Regions from separate parts of the Mus musculus genome. Here regions 1 and 2 are each linked to region 3. Evidence: chromatin contacts called from public Hi-C and Micro-C data. All regions are on one chromosome and are shown on one strand. Each heading gives the region's core, a stretch centred on a gene start, on an enhancer-like site or on the middle of the called end of the contact. The rest is flanking DNA. Distances are from core to core; before and after follow the strand shown. Region 1 overlaps Gm36894 (a long non-coding RNA gene). Region 2 holds the start of Nudt14 (nudix (nucleoside diphosphate linked moiety X)-type motif 14). Region 3 has its middle 17 kb from the start of Gm40584.

Evidence for each region. Hi-C and Micro-C count contacts between places; a contact is called where the count stands out from the background.
Region 1: a contact with region 3 is called in a Hi-C map of stem cell-derived motor neurons, with 3 times the contacts expected there. The contact joins two enhancer-like sites. A contact is called at or near these places in 1 of 15 datasets of contacts at CTCF or cohesin (embryonic stem cells), 2 of 484 Hi-C or Micro-C datasets (Sertoli cells and stem cell-derived motor neurons), 2 of 115 datasets of contacts at active chromatin or transcription factors (embryonic basal ganglia and embryonic stem cells) and 1 of 9 other capture datasets (embryonic stem cells).
Region 2: a contact with region 3 is called in a Micro-C map of the G1E-ER4 cell line, with 1.9 times the contacts expected there. The contact joins the promoter of Nudt14 here to the enhancer-like site in region 3. A contact is called at or near these places in 1 of 39 promoter capture datasets (neutrophils) and 1 of 484 Hi-C or Micro-C datasets (the G1E-ER4 cell line).

What each region holds. Positions count from the first base shown.
Region 1 is chr12:112,240,451-112,243,150 of GRCm38.p6, reverse strand. All of the region lies in intron 1 of Gm36894 (a long non-coding RNA gene), which reads right to left. Among named protein-coding and RNA genes, the nearest start is that of Gm36894, 23 kb to the right of the region's middle. Within about 2 kb of position 1,315, at least 29 of the 459 cell types and tissues checked have an H3K27ac peak or open chromatin away from gene starts, as enhancers often do. A contact at or near this core is called in stem cell-derived motor neurons, where this site is marked.
Region 2 is chr12:112,940,746-112,943,445 of GRCm38.p6, reverse strand. Nudt14 (nudix (nucleoside diphosphate linked moiety X)-type motif 14) reads left to right here and starts at 1,304. Exons shown (of 5, transcript NM_025399.4): 1 at 1,304-1,455. The coding sequence starts at 1,375.
Region 3 is chr12:112,550,926-112,553,625 of GRCm38.p6, reverse strand. No RefSeq gene overlaps it. Among named protein-coding and RNA genes, the nearest start is that of Gm40584, 17 kb to the right of the region's middle. Within about 2 kb of position 1,420, at least 76 of the 459 cell types and tissues checked have an H3K27ac peak or open chromatin away from gene starts, as enhancers often do. A contact at or near this core is called in the G1E-ER4 cell line and stem cell-derived motor neurons, where this site is marked.

The sequences.
Region 1 (2,700 bases), core at 66-2,565, 310 kb after region 3:
ATCCCTACACTCCATCGTCCTCACTGTCCGTCCTCAAGTGTTTTTCCCATGGTGACCTAGCACCCAGCGTGGTGGCGCACGCCTTTAATCCCAGTAGCAGGGAGGCAGAGGCAGGCGGATTTCTGAGTTCAAGGCCAGCCTGGTCTACAAAGTGAGTTCCAGGACAGCCAGGGCTACACAGAGAAACCCTGTCTCGGGGGAAAAACAAAAAACAAAAAAACAAACAAACAAACAAAAAACACAAGGAACTCTCAGGCAGCTTTCTACAAGGCTGTCAGATCTCAGCCTCCCTTAAAACACTGGCCCGAGGGGGCCCTGCATCCCAGGTGACAGCCCAGACTCTAGGACACAGCAGGGCTGGAGTAGCTGCTCTTCAGCACTGTCTGTGTCCTGTGAGGGGGGCCTTCCACTCCAATGTCACATTGAATGCCAAGAGCTTGGGACCCCAGAGGCCAGGTCACCTGCTGCATCCAGAGGTCACAGTGTCAAATGTGAAGGGGCCTCTGGGGTGGAGCAGGAGAGCCCACAGCTGAGGAGCTGGCCTGAATTGGCAAAAACCTGCAGAGGCAGCTGGGGCTGGTGGCTGAGAAGTGGCCCAGGAGACATAGCCTGGGGTTCTGAAGACATTCTGTCCAACGGCTCACCCGAGACATTTTCAGGACAGAAACACTGGGCTCAGAGATATTCTCTCTCACTACAGTGCTGCAGTGCGAGCCAGAGTCTGTTGCATGCAAGGCAAGCACTCCCGTTGGGCTACACTCTCTGCAGAAGACATCTTTTCCCAATTTACAACCACTGGTAGGGGCAGAGCTGGGGTGTGTGCAGGTGGGTGACTCTGAACACCACCTTAAGCAGGTTTGCACCAAGCCCCTCCTGAACCCAAGGTGGGAGGAGCCACAGAGCTGGGGATTTGTTTTGTATGGGAGACTTAAGCCTTACCAGTCCCACATCAGATGTACTGTGCTCCCACCCACCTGCCTCTCTGTTGCTGTGGAATGGCAGGTGGAGCTGGTGGCCAGCCCAGCCCAGCCAGGAACAATAGCTGTATGAGCCAGCCACTGACAGAGCATCTGAGCACGGTCCAGCAGGGGCAGCATCTACACCACTACTCCTGGAACTGCAGAAAAAGCCCTGGGCAGTCACAGAGCCTAGGACTGGCTCCCAAAGGACCTTCTGGCTTGGACACTTTTTTCCAGAGCTGGAATTATGTCTTCAGGGTACCCACTATTTGCATCATCAAGCAGAACCATTATAGTCAACCCAGAGCTAATCAGAGGCACGCTGGCACCCTCCCTTCCCTGACTGGGCTCAGCTTCTTAGGGGCAGCCAACAGGCCAGACAAAGGGCTGTCTGCAAATTGAGGTCAGGACCAGCCTGGGAGACAGGCCTGCTGTGAGGGCGATAATTGAGCCCACTCTAAGGTGTTGGGGTTGGGGGGAGCATTAATTGGAGAAAGACTGAGAAGAAAGGAGGGGGTGGCTGCGGGGGGGGGGCACAAGGGGACACAAGGGGGGTAAGGGGAGGGGGCGGCAGCTGGGAATGCAGTGAACAAAGGGTTAACTAAGGAGCCTGGATACCAGGTCAATTCTGAGAGTGACTTGGAGAGACATGGCCCGCCCAGACAGTCCAGTCACACTGCTGATAGCCTCTCTCTGGCCAGGTCCCAGGTCAGACGATGAAGTCTGGAGTACTCTGGACCACAGGCTCTTGAGTCCATCAGAGGATTAGCCCAGAGGCCTTGGGGAGCACTGTAAGTGTGTGGGTGGTGAGTGCACCGGCTGACCAAGGTTAGACCAGTCCTCAGGACCCCAGAGGGAGCCCTCTGTCCACACCCCCTCCCCTCCCCCACAGCACTCGCATCCCCCTCATACAGAATTCCAGCCTGACCCCACAATCTCTCCTCTTCCACACAGTTACCTCCAGAACCCTCAGCCATCCTCCCTTAAAGGCTACCCTACACCACTGTGGGACCACACAGGACCCAGGAGACCGCCATGCCAATTATGGAGGGTTTAGGGAGAGAGTGATTACTCCAATATCAACCTTGGTCACCGCCTGCCTGCAGACTCTAACGGTCCTGGCCTCCCCACAGGCTCTGACCATGTCTAACCTCCTTCTGCTACCACAGACCCTGTTCTCCTGGTCCTTCCATCCCGCTGGGAGGCTCTACCCACTAAACCCATAACCACAGTCTCCTCCATGGAAAGTCAAGTGAGCCACACCCAACTCCACCTCTGCCCTGCTGGTCATCAGGTCTGGGAGATCCCTTCCCATCTCTGAGCCTCAGTTTATCCTTTGAACGTTCAGATAGCGGTTCTTCCATTGGGGTCCTATGAGATGCCAGACAGGTATGACAAAGAGCTTGTCTCACTTCAGGGGCCTCCAGCTCTCCATCCCTCCCCTAAAGCTGCCCACTTAGGGTGGGAGCCCCGAGGAGCAGGCCCCATGGTTAGCAGAGCATTAGGCTGGCCTAGGCTGGCCTCCAACTCTCCAGTAAGCCTCACCTCCAGTCTCTTGCCCCTCCAGGGGGAGCTCCTATGAACACAAACCCCTAGGACTAAGCTGAGCACATGGGTGATTTGTCCTTGCTTAGGAGAGAAAGTAGCTTTAGCAAAACATGTCTATTCATGTCTATTTAACTTGCTGTTGGGAAACAAGGTCCCCGTCTGGTCTGCCCCTTTGCTGGTGACAGGAGAGCTG
Region 2 (2,700 bases), core at 55-2,554, 390 kb before region 3:
TGTGTTCAACGGGGTCTTTGGAACTCCAGGAAACGGCTTGCCGAACACAGAGATGGTTTCTCTAAGTCTTGGGCATTGGCAGCATGGTGCCTTCCCACCTCACCCCACCCACTTTTGACAAACCCCTCTCCATCCAGGCTCCTGCATTGCTCCCATGGGGACAATGATCAGCTATCTAACAGTACCACTCTGGGCCCTGGCCAAAGCCCCTTGGACAGACATATTTCTTGCTCCTGCACACAGGTAGCCCTTTCCTGTGGCCCAGGGATCCCAGAAACTCTACTCACCTCAGTTTATACTAACATTCAAATGTGACTTTCCCCCTACAATGATCTGTAGAGTTGTGGGGGCTTTCTGTTTTCCTCTCAGGCAGGCCCAGTGAGCACAGGTAGCCCCCGGCCAGTGACACTGGGCCCTTTAACATCTTCCTTTGCCTGAACTACTGGTTATAGCAGTGAGAACTCTGTGACTGGTCCCTATTGTCTACACACACTCTAGGGAGAAAGTCTGCCAGGAGGCCTCTGAAATAAAGGAAGACACCTGAGGGCTTTGGTTTCGGGGACTAGAGGAGCTCTTGGTTGATAGTCACTCTGACCTCCAGGACACTAGGTGGCCAGGCCAAAGCCTGGAAAGTTCAGTACTTTAGGAGAGGGATGTGTGTGTGTGTGTGTGTGTATGTGTGTGTGTGTGTGTGTGTGTGTGTGTAGTCTTTAAGAATGGCTCTCTGTGAACCATGTGTCCCATATAGTGAAGTCCTCTCTCCTTGAATCTAGAGTGGCCTGGAACTTTGGATGCATCTGGATTGACATAGTGATGGAGCAGATCTGGGGCCCTGAACAGCTGTTGTGAAATGTGTGCAGCAACATGGCCTTTGTGAAGAACAGAGACAGGAAGTCGCACTTTCTCTCAAACAGGGTCAGGTCAGCCTCTGTGTGGCTAGTGCTCTTCCCGGGGCCTTCCTTCACCAGCCTTTTCTCTTCAGATTTGTCTTCTATTCTCCCCTTCTGTACGCTTCAGTGGGGGCCCTGGCTCCCCAGACTTGGGAAGGGGGTGAGTTTGTTGCTAACCCCGGCCAAACAGACTCCCGCTCAGCTGACCTACCCCGGTGATCCCCTCTGATTTCCACCCGTTGGAGGCTTCATATACTACGAAGCCCTCTCCACCCTACTCAGTTCGCTTCCCCTTTATGCTGGCTTGGGGACTTGTCTGAAAGCGCCTCCCTCGCGCGCAGCACTCCCGCAGGTGCTACCTGGACTCTGTGGCCCGCCCTCCGCCCCGCCCCCCGGCCCGCCCCGCGTGTGAACTGGGCATGCCCAGAAGTGCGTAGACGCGCCCGCCGGCTTCGATCCGCGGAAGAATCTGCTCTGCGCCACCATGGAGCGCATCGACGGGGTGGCCGTGGGCCTCTGTGCCCATTCGCCCTACCTGCGGCCTTTCACGCTGCACTACCGCCAGGTGATCCGCCCCACTCGCGTGTCTCCGCGCTCTCCCCCCGCCCCCCGCGTTGCGGCCCCGGCCCCGCCCCCCGAGCTCACGACTCCGCCCTGAGCGGATTCTCAGAGCTTGAGCTCCGCCCTCCTGCAGTCCTGACGGCCAGTCGGTCAACCCGGAATGGCCAAGGAAGGACATGCAAAGAGAATCGCTCTTTCCTGAGGAAGATTTGACTGGCCCTCCATTTCTGACCGCCCATCGATACTTTTATGCAGTTAGACCCATTGATTACTCTGGGTATCAGGGCAGGAAAACTCTTGGATCAGGGCAGGAAGAACTCTTGGGGAACCCCACAATTGCAGATACCCTCCTTGCGCCTTCTTTCTAGCTCCTCCTTCAAGCCTTAACAGAAAGTCTGCTGTCACGAAGAAACCTCTTCAACTCAGTCTTTCGCAGCTCCCAGGTGTCTGTCTCCCAGAACAACAGGGCCATACATAGCTATCTCACATGACACCGTTGGGCACCTAGTAGGCACACAGAAAACATTTGTTGAACCTACTTGCTGCCTCTTCTCTTTCGTCTTACCCCATGGTCTTCCTTCTCCTCTACCCTGCATGGCCCTGTCTAGTAGGCCCCTGGCACGTTGCCCATTTCCATTCTCTATGCTGTCTGATACACAATTTTCCTGACCTGATCAATGTAGCCCTGACTGGGTTTCAGCTTAGATCAGACCGCCCAGGGCTTGGCGTTTGCCCAGCTCTCCCACTCCATTTCTCTCACCAGTGTTGTGGCCTCCAGCCTGCAAATTCCCTTGCCTCTGGTGTGTCTGCTGTGTGGAGGTCCTTTCCACCTACCCACTAGGCTAGGGAATTCTTCTCCCAGAGTGCAGTGAGGTAATACAGGCTTGAGGGAGCAACTGGGTTCAGTTGAGGAACAAAGGGTAGAGACACGGGGTGTGTGTGGGGGATCACACTTCTTTTCCCTTTCCTCGGCTGGTGACATGGGGTAGCCATGTGGCTCTTTCATACCCAGGACCTGGGGTTCTGGTGGGCTGTGGACGGTCCAGGCTGGTTCGTTCGCCCTCACTTCCTGGGAAGTGCTGTGGGGTGGCTTTACAGCTTTGGCTGGCATCCCACCAGCACATTTCCGCTGATGGCATTGGTAACCAGAGCTCAGTTGAGCAGGCAGCGGCCCGCCATAGCCATAGTCATAGCTGGGAGGGGGGTGGGGGTTGGGGTGGAGGGTAGGCAGCATTTCCTCGGGAACTGA
Region 3 (2,700 bases), core at 171-2,670:
TACCACTGTCTCGGAGCTGCCCAGTGTAAGTACGAAGGCTGGCTGGAGCTGAGGTCCTGGAGGCTCAGAACTGTCTCTTGGGTGAACTGGGGCCCTGCAAGTACTCTTTATACCCAAGTATAGGGTCCTTTCTCCTGAGCTATGCCTGGTCACCCAAATCAGGTCGGGACATCCCTGGTCCTGACTCATATTAGTCTCTTCAATCCCCGATGGTACTCAGAGACCCTCTACCCCTCAAGTCACAAAGCCCCTGGTTCCCATGTCCATATTGGGACTTCACAGTGAGTACCTCTGAGGAAAACACCCACTGAGGTCACTTCCTTGCTGGTTTCTACCTAGGCCAGGGAGGAAGGAGCAGAGAGCTTAACGAGCAGCCAGAAGCTTAACCAGTGGCTGGAGGGAGGTCTGGTTAGTTCCAGCCAAGTTCTCAGGGCAAGATTGACCATTCTCTGAGTGGGGCCCTCCTTCCCACAGCTGGAGCTGACACAGCCGAGAGCTGCAAGCTGGGCTGAGGACTCAGCCTGGTCAGACGGTAGCCATCAAGGAGTGACCTTATCGATGCTACAACAAATGGAACCCAGAGCCTCCTGGATGATGTCCTGAACTTGGGGAACAGGAAGGAGTGTCCTGTATTTGGAGCACCAGATCTATGCAGGCACCTTGAGGATTCCTAGCCACTCAGACAGCTCACTTTTCTGAGTCAGCCACCAACAGTCCCGCCCAGCAGATGGGCAGATTGAAGCCCGGGGAGGTGACCTGGGCCCTGCCTGAAGCTCCAGTCTCTCTGAACGTCAGGGAAAGGAGCCTGTTCTGCTCAAGGCCCCCAGTACCAGCATCTACTGTCTACTGAGCTCACAACACCTGCAAGGCCCAGCCTCACCCACAGCAGCTGGGCACACAGCTCCTACATGGCCTTGCTCCTACCGGGTTTGCTTTGGGTGTGACCAGTGTTAGGGGAGGGCTGTGGACCCTGAAGCTCCCTCACTTTTTTTTTTCTTCTTGTTGCTAGGGATGGAACCTGTTGCTTTGTGGATTCTTGGTAACTACGTTGTTATTGAGCTACCCCTGGCTTTCTCACTTCCCTTTCAGACAGTGGTCATCATTTGGAGCAGGGACACAGGCTCATCGTGTTCAGGAGGAGGAGCCTGGGTTCAGCGCCCCCTCATCCTGGGTCCTTTTTACAGACTTGGGTTCCAGCCTGACTAAGGAAAATATCACCAGGGCAGAATTTCCTGGTATCCTGACGCCACCCGGTACCCAGATCCAGCGGTTTTGCTACAGCGTAGAGCAGATGAGACTAACCAGGAGGAGAATTCTGGTGTAGGCACTCCAGCAGATTGGGTTGGGTAGACAAGAAAGAGGGGTGCCCTCGCTGCCCTTGTGCTTTTGGTGGCACAGCGCTCTCTGGTGGCGATATGTGGTATCACTCTCCTTTGTTGGCGACCACTAGGTGGCGGTTTTCAAGGCCTAAGGCTGACTTGAGCTGTCTAGATTTTCCTCTTCTATCTTCCCCTCTGACTCTTGCACCGGGATTCCCACCTGCAGTGTAACCTCTGACAGTGCACCGGGGGCTGGGGGGTGAGGAGCGGGGAGGGATAAAACAAAGCCCTCTGCAGACAGAAGCAGAGGCTTCAGTGGCCCACAGCCTTGCCTGTCAGCTGACCACTTCCATTCTTTCTGATAATGGAGCTCTGTGTGTTTGGGAATCGCTGTGACAAAGCTCCCTTTGTCTCCGTGGACTTGTTTGTAAGAACAAAGTTGCTTAGTGTTCACACCATTTAAACACAAAAGTGGGCTCATAATTGGGACAGAGTCTCTCCCAACCATAGCACACGCACGCACACATCTCAAGCATAAAGTTTATCAAATTAGTACAAAATTCTGCGGCAAAAGCTGAGTAGAGATGCAAAGCGAAGCGGGACCCCAGTTTGCTGCTGTGCTGCCCACGTGCTCCCCTTTCGTGACAAGAACTCAAGAGAAACAGTTTAACCGGACTTGATCTCAACGTCAGAGGTTTCAACTCGGGGTCTCCAGCCCTACTGTTTTTATGCCTCTCTGTGGAGAGGCAGAACACAAAGCAGGAAGGGTGCCGTGGGAGAAAGCCACTCCCATCATGGCACCCAGGAAGCAGAGAGACAGGAAGGAGCCAGGGTCAGGAGAGACCTTAAGGGCAAGCCTTCATGGCAACCCCTTTCTTCTGACCATGCCCCACCCTTCCACAATCCAACTCTTCCCAACAGACAAGTAACAATTTGAGTCCCTCGATGGATCAAGCCACAGATTTCCCCTAACATCTGGTTCTCTCTGCAAACACCCTCACAGGCAGACCAGGGGTGTGTTTTACTAATACAGATGTCTTTTTTATCGGAAGTTTTAATCCCAGCACTCTGGAGGAAGAGGCAGGGAGATTTTTGTGTGAGTTTGAGGGTCTATGTAGTGAAGTTTCAGTTCACCTAGGGTAACAGGAAGAGATCCTGTCTGAAAATCTGGGGGAAGGGAATGAGCAGGGGGAAGGAGAGGGAGGGAGGGGGAGAGAAGACAGAATGGAATGGAACCATCTGTGGTTTGCTTACTGGGATAGGCATGGAGGGGTGGGTGGCAGATGTCCTCTGCAACTTGACTTGAAAGGTATTGCAAAGCAAGATGGCTCTGGGGCGGGTTGCTTGTGGGCAGGGCAGATGGGGCAGATCCAGGTCACTG